Regions from separate parts of the Bombyx mori genome. Here region 2 is linked to region 1. The links are chromatin contacts, called in public Hi-C maps. All regions are on one chromosome and are shown on one strand. The core of a region is the stretch at or near the end of the contact, and the rest is flanking DNA. Distances in the headings are between cores, read along the strand shown.

What was found. A called contact is a pair of places that touch in the nucleus more often than the background predicts.
Region 2: a Hi-C map of whole pupa shows a contact between it and region 1, with 2.3 times the contacts expected there. The contact joins the promoter of LOC105841499 here to the promoter of LOC101744027 in region 1. A contact is called at or near these places in 3 of 7 Hi-C or Micro-C datasets (middle silk gland and whole pupa).

What each region holds. Positions count from the first base shown.
Region 1 is chr6:2,173,309-2,176,399 of ASM3026992v2, reverse strand. It overlaps LOC101744027, which reads left to right and starts at 1,693. Exons shown (of 8, transcript XM_038011802.2): 1 at 1,693-1,840; 2 at 2,050-3,091. The coding sequence starts at 2,271. LOC101739356 (ER membrane protein complex subunit 2) reads right to left here and starts at 499. Exons shown (of 7, transcript XM_038011803.2): 1 at 217-499. The coding sequence starts at 250.
Region 2 is chr6:2,359,044-2,362,429 of ASM3026992v2, reverse strand. LOC105841499 (transmembrane protease serine 3-like) reads right to left here and starts at 1,953. Exons shown (of 1, transcript XM_012689653.4): 1 at 1-1,953. The coding sequence starts at 325. LOC101738204 (splicing factor 3A subunit 1) reads right to left here. Exons shown (of 9, transcript XM_004925201.4): 4 at 2,921-3,220; 5 at 1,960-2,151.

The DNA of each region.
Region 1 (3,091 bases), core at 444-2,943:
TTCGATTGTAAGGGTCAGAGTATACTTTTTATAGTGTTTTTGTGCGAATCCACACATTCTATTAGGGAGGTTATATCCTAAGTATAATTATTAGTCTAATTATAAAATCCGGAACTATATTTACTTCAATTAAGATATTTAATTTTGGTCATAGACTGAACCATGATATGATAACTAGCCCACAGTTATTCATCATATTACTGTTAAACAGCTTACCATTGTGGCTTATTTCTTCGTAATTAAAAGACATTTTGTTTACTGTTTTTAATTTAATTTACCCCCAAAACTTGGAATAATATATCACGGACTGAAGCAATTACAAACACTTAACAACAACAAAAATCTAAATAATTTTATGTGACATACAACACTATCTTAAAATTCATAAATTAACTTTTTCGAACATTTATGGCAAAACTGGCAAAAGCACATAATTTTTTTTTTTTTTTCTATAGACAGGCAAAAGAAACATGACTCATATTGCTAAATTTTTTGAAACAAAGGGCGAAGCCTTTGCATTCAAAATAAAAGGGGAAAGAAATGAAATGAAATGGAATTTAATGAGGAGAGATATTGGAATTTTAAAATTCTATGTAAAATGTGGCTACCTAGTGAGAGTGCTACAGAAATTTAAACAAAATCAACAAAATAAAATAATTTTCAAGACTCCGCTCTTCGAATAGCCGTCGAAACAATGTGGAACATGAGGAATATGGATTTTTACGTCAATCAGTACATATCCGAATCTATCCGTAAGTATATTACGAAAGCGTCGTTGGGTGATGGTGCGACATGTTAACTAATCACGGCTGTCGACAACTACGCTCAGACTCGGCTCACGCAGTAGCCGATCACCGCCGAGGCCATTTAAACATACGTCATCGTGGATCCTTCTTGTCCACTCCTAGTGCTGCTGTAGGACGTTAGTAGTACTAACGTTAGCAGCAAATAAAATACAGGTCACCGTACTTGTCGATCCAGCGCAGAGTTCGACGAGATACTTAACACAGTGATATCGATGTAGAACACGAAATAGTTGCTTTTGAGCTCATAAGTCTCCTACGAGTGCATTCAGGCACTGGTTAGTAAGCTTCTCCCATAACCGATTTCCTGTTATCCTTCCTTTCCACAAAAAAAGAACAATCAAAATACGATCTGCACACCTTACAGTGTAAAGTAAGGAATTCTGTTACAAATGTCCACAAAGTCATTTAAGAACAATTAAATTGCATTTTAAATTAAATATTTACATTCAATAAAATTGAGAATTGTACGCATTGAAGGAATTAGATTGAGAGGAGAGTAAGAAAACATTTTTTTTTAAAGGTAGACCTTCCCTATCTTGAATATCTCAATTTAATTGAAGTACATTAGGAAACAAGGTAATTGCAAATCGTATGTATGGCGTTAAGAGCTGCGCCTCAGATATTTTTTTATTTATGAGGATGATGATAAAATTATTTGTTCATCCATCGTATGGTCACCAGAGCTGGATACATCAGTGAGTCCTCCTTTCACTCAATCCATTATTGGCTGGTACCCTTTGATTTACGAGGCGTATACAGACAAAATAATTTTTATTATCGTGTTTGTCATTTACGTTCTCTTCTACGCAGAATGATTTAGAAATTGATGAAAACACGTCGGAAATGACAATTTTGAAAAGTTCATCGACATTTCGTAACGTAGAACGAAACAAGTATTGTGAACGTGAACGAGACGTCTGCAATATGTCTGACAAATTAGAAATATTTATAGAATACGCTTAAACGTAAATGAATAGAGCCAAATATTTGATGATTTTGAAGCAATGGACTATGTACAACACACGATATAATAGGTAAACGCCATAGCTGACTTACCCTTATATTCATGAACTCATTTCGTATTTCATTGTACTTGGTGCCAGACTTTTTATGTCCTAATGGCCTTTATCTTCAAGTTTTGTTTTCTTTTGTACCATGTTTACATGTTGCGCAGCTCATACGATTGTCGGGTGCGAGTTTATAATGTAGATACCTATATTTTATACTGTATTTTGTTTCGCAGATCGATAAGCAACGTATTTGGAAGGAAGTTATGTGTTGTTGGTGTTTGATCGAGAGCCTTGCGTATGAAATGTAGATATGTACGTCACGCACTCTGGACGAACGGGTCACACGGACTACGAACGCGCATTTTAATAGTGAAAAAACAAGTCTAACTAAACTGTTTCGTTCGACCTTACCACAAATTAAGCATTCAGTAATTTGTGATTGAAACACCCAACAATGGATCAATTAATACAATGTCCTGTGTGCACCCTTTACCTTCACAATGGAATGAGTTTGGAATCACATCTCGACACTCACCCCAAGGACCAAGTTATCAAAGCTTTGTGTTGTCTTACCTCAAAAGGCAGTGGTTTCGGCAGTAGAACATCAACTCCTGCAAACTCGGAACGCTCATACAGAAGTCGGTCTCGGACACCTGCAGATGACAGATGGAATGGATCACAGCGAAGCAGTGAACCTGACCGCTACTGGCGAAGGCCACCAAGTAGGACTCCCAAATCAACATCAATTACATCTCTATCACGGAATGAGACACCTGAAATTAGAGATAGTATTAATTTTGACACAAATTCAGTTCCATCAGGTCAGCATTCTTTGTCATATGGATTGAAAAGTGATAAAATGCAACAGTTTCAAAGTTCTCAACTGTCAGATTTTGAACAGCCATTTACAGTGTTTCAAGAACCACAAGAAGATAGAGAGATTAAATATTCACGGAGTGCTGAATATACTGCCATGGATAATGTAAACAATGTTTTAACATATAACATACCACCAATAGCTGCTGGCTTAAGGTTTCCACCGCAAAACAATCTTGTGTCAGCAGGACATAAGAAAGCCCAAGATTTTGTAAAGATTCTACCAAAGCCCAATAACATACTTTTGAAAACCAATGTAGGTGGGATACAGTACATTACATCAGGAGTGAAACCTATGCATGTCATGGTGCCGACAACACCAACATTTGTGCAAAAGAATATACAGAACAACATGCTGATCTCAGGAAATATTTCTAATTCATCAGCCCATATTGATGC
Region 2 (3,386 bases), core at 704-3,203, 190 kb before region 1:
AAAGGATCGCGATGGCGGTGTCCTGGGAAGGTTTCTGCGTGAGTCCATAGTACACCACCCATGACATCTTCGGATCCTGGATTAGCAAGTCTTCGGTTTTGGAGACGCAGCGCGCGGTGGTCAGGGTCCAGGTCGGGGTCAGCACGCACCCCGAGCACAGCAGAGCGTTCGTCGTAGTATTCGTGAGTTTTAACTCGACCGTCACAACGTACGGGTACTCATCTTCTAAAGCATCTCTGCCTGTGCGCAGTGATTTCGTGCAAACCACAATATTTACAGTTTGCAAAACGAAATATAACATTAGATTCAATGCCACAATACCCATTATGTATTACAATGTTGTTCAACATAAGAGAAATACAATACACGTGAAACATTTTTATTGTTTTTCTGTTTTAATGTTTTATATTTTATTGACGAGATTTTTATTACGCGCTGTGCAATGTTATTCGCGATCGGGTTTCCCAGCAGTTTGATTGATATTTTATTTGTTTAAGGCATTTACGATAGTTTATGAAAACTTTTTTCTGGCACAGTGGGGGTGGGGAAATGTGTTAGTGCTTGTCCTTTTGGGAATACGCTGCCACAAACACAAGTAACTGAGTTTCTTTCACCGGGTCTTCTCATTGGGCCGTGATTCCGACCCGATGGTAGATTCTGCGAAGCACTGTGCTTGCTAGGGCTAGTTTTAGTAAATTCTCTCAGGATGAGCCCAGGGAGCTCACCTACCGGTCCGTGAGTAGTTAGAATAGCCCTTTAGGGTACCGACGATTAGGTAAGCAAAAAAATGCAAGCCCTTTCCTGCATTGAAGGAATCAGGGTTGAAGCCAATGTTCAATGAATCCAATGATTTTTTTATATATCATAATAATACCCTTTTTTGATTCATCCTACTTAATATTATAAATGTGAAAGTGTGTAAGAATGTATAGACATATTCAGAAAAGTACTTCGTAATTTTTCGGAAAAGTTCGTATTTATCGTGCTCTCTCAGTGCAATGACATTATTCATTTTGACACTAAATAATAAAGTTCCATACTATTGGATATGAAAATGTTACTCATTTAATATAATCATTCATTGACTGTTCGGGTGTCATCGTATTCCGATAAAGATCAGAGTTTTCCCGAAGGAAAATAATTTCCCACTACATCTTAATTGTTACTCTTTCACGCAAAAAGTGCTCAATGAATTTTGATGAAGCTTACAATAATATAGCTTACACTGCAGAATAACATGCATGTTAATCATGGTTGTAATGAATGGTAGGTGGATCAATATTTGAATAGTTATGACTATTCACAATCGAGTGCGCGATATTATGAAAGATGAAGATAGAAAATTCAATAAGATCAATAATAAGTTATAGTTCCCGAAGCGAAGCACGGGCGGGTCGCTAATTTAACCCTCAGACACAGCCTACTGAGTTTCTCGCCGGATCTTCTCAGTGGGTCGCGTTTCCGATCCGGTGGTAGATTCTGCGAAGCACTGCTCTTGCTAGGGTCAGTGTTAGCAACACTCCCGGTTTGAGCCCCGTGAGCTCACTTACATGTTAGGGCGAAGCTGATATAGCCGCTTAAGACTCAGTATATAGAAAAAAAAGTCACTAAAATCGAGTGCAACACTAAAATATTTGTATATTATTTTAAATTTTGTGGCTGGATTTATTCGCATTGTTTTCGGCCCCGGTTTATGTACTAGGAGACTCGACACATATTTTTCTACACATGCGTTTAAAATTTGAAAATTTCAAACTATTTTGTTCTATGAAAAAAAAAAAACGAAATTAATAAAGAAACATTTTGTAGTGGACCAAATGGTGTATCTAGAAGAAAAAGCCTCTCAAGGCTATCAGCATAGGTAGGGGGAAAAATGTATAAAAAGGAATATGCGGAGCTCTTTTGGAGGTGGCATTGTCCTTGTCGTTGGCCTGGTGGAAGGGAGGCGGCGCGGCTCACCTTGTGTATCTGCTGGATCTGGTCCTCGAGCGTGATGTGCGCCCTGGCGGCGCGGGTGGCGGCCTCCACGCTGGAGGTGTGCCCGTCCCACGTCACGCGCTCGTCGCGCTTCTTCTCCTCCTCGCCGATCTTCTTACCGATGGTCGTTTCCTCGTCCCCTACACCGAAGATGTCAGTACGACGCTCCGCCAACTACAACAAATGTTTATTATTTTCTTAACAGACTTACAAAATAAGGAGGTTTGCAATTCGACATTTTTTTGTTTCCTGAGGTTTTTTTCTCTTGTGAATTGATTTTGATGATTTGTTTATTTGAAAGCATGGTGCCATTTAAATTTTATGAAGATTTGATCAGTAGTTTTGGAATTATCCTCAATAGTTGCACATTTATTGACTTCAGACGTTTCTCTCTCGTTGTATTTTGTTGAATTCAGTTTTTTATTTAAAATTTGATATTATTATATAAACTTATTTATTTATTTACGTACACACAAAAAAGAAGGCATAGTACCGAGTAATAGGAAAATTATGTACAAAGGCACTGCTTATTTTTTTAAGAAATCTCTTCCAGCAGACCTGCGAGAGGATTATGAGAATAATAATTAAAAGTGATGAGTGTGTGTAGAACAGCTAAAATAACAAATACAACATGAGAATTATAGTAATGCACATACACATAGCAAATAGTTACTGGTGGTAGGACCTCTTGTGAGTCCGCACGGGTAGGTACCACCTCCCTGCCTATTTCAGCCGTGAAGCAGTAATGCGTTTCGGTTTGAAGGGCGGGGCAGCCGTTGTAACTATACTGAGACCTTAGAACTTATATCTCAAGGTGCGTGGCGCATTTACATTGTAGATGTCTATGGGCTCTAGTAACCACTTAACACCAGGTGGGCTGTGAGCTCGTCCACCCATTTAAGCAATAAAAAAATTTATCAAAAAAGTTTGGATGTGGGCATACCTGTTTAAGCGAAGCCTCGATGGCGGCCCCGGGGGCGAGCGCCTCGTCCCGGTCGGTGCGCTCGGCGGCGGCGCGGTCCCGCTGCTCCAGCCAGCGCGGGTCCAGCAGCCCGATGCGCACGTGCTCGGCCACCTTGCTGGCGGGGATCTTCTCGCCGGTGATGGGCGACACGAGCCACTCGTCCCCGGCGGCGGCGCGGGGCTTCGCCTCCTTGGGGTTGTACTTCTTGACGACGACGCGGTCGGGGCGCGGCGGGAGGGGCGCCTCGTCCGCGCGCGGGGCGTCTTGCTCCGTCTCGGACTGAAAAATAATTTACATGAATATTAGCTATGATATTATCAGAACAGCTTTTTTTTTATAATAAATAAATATTTACTAACAATCACACCACGTTAACTGGTTCTGTGCTAAGTTCGTAAAGAACTTGTGTTACAGGTACCAGATAACGGAAATAAATGTAAGATTT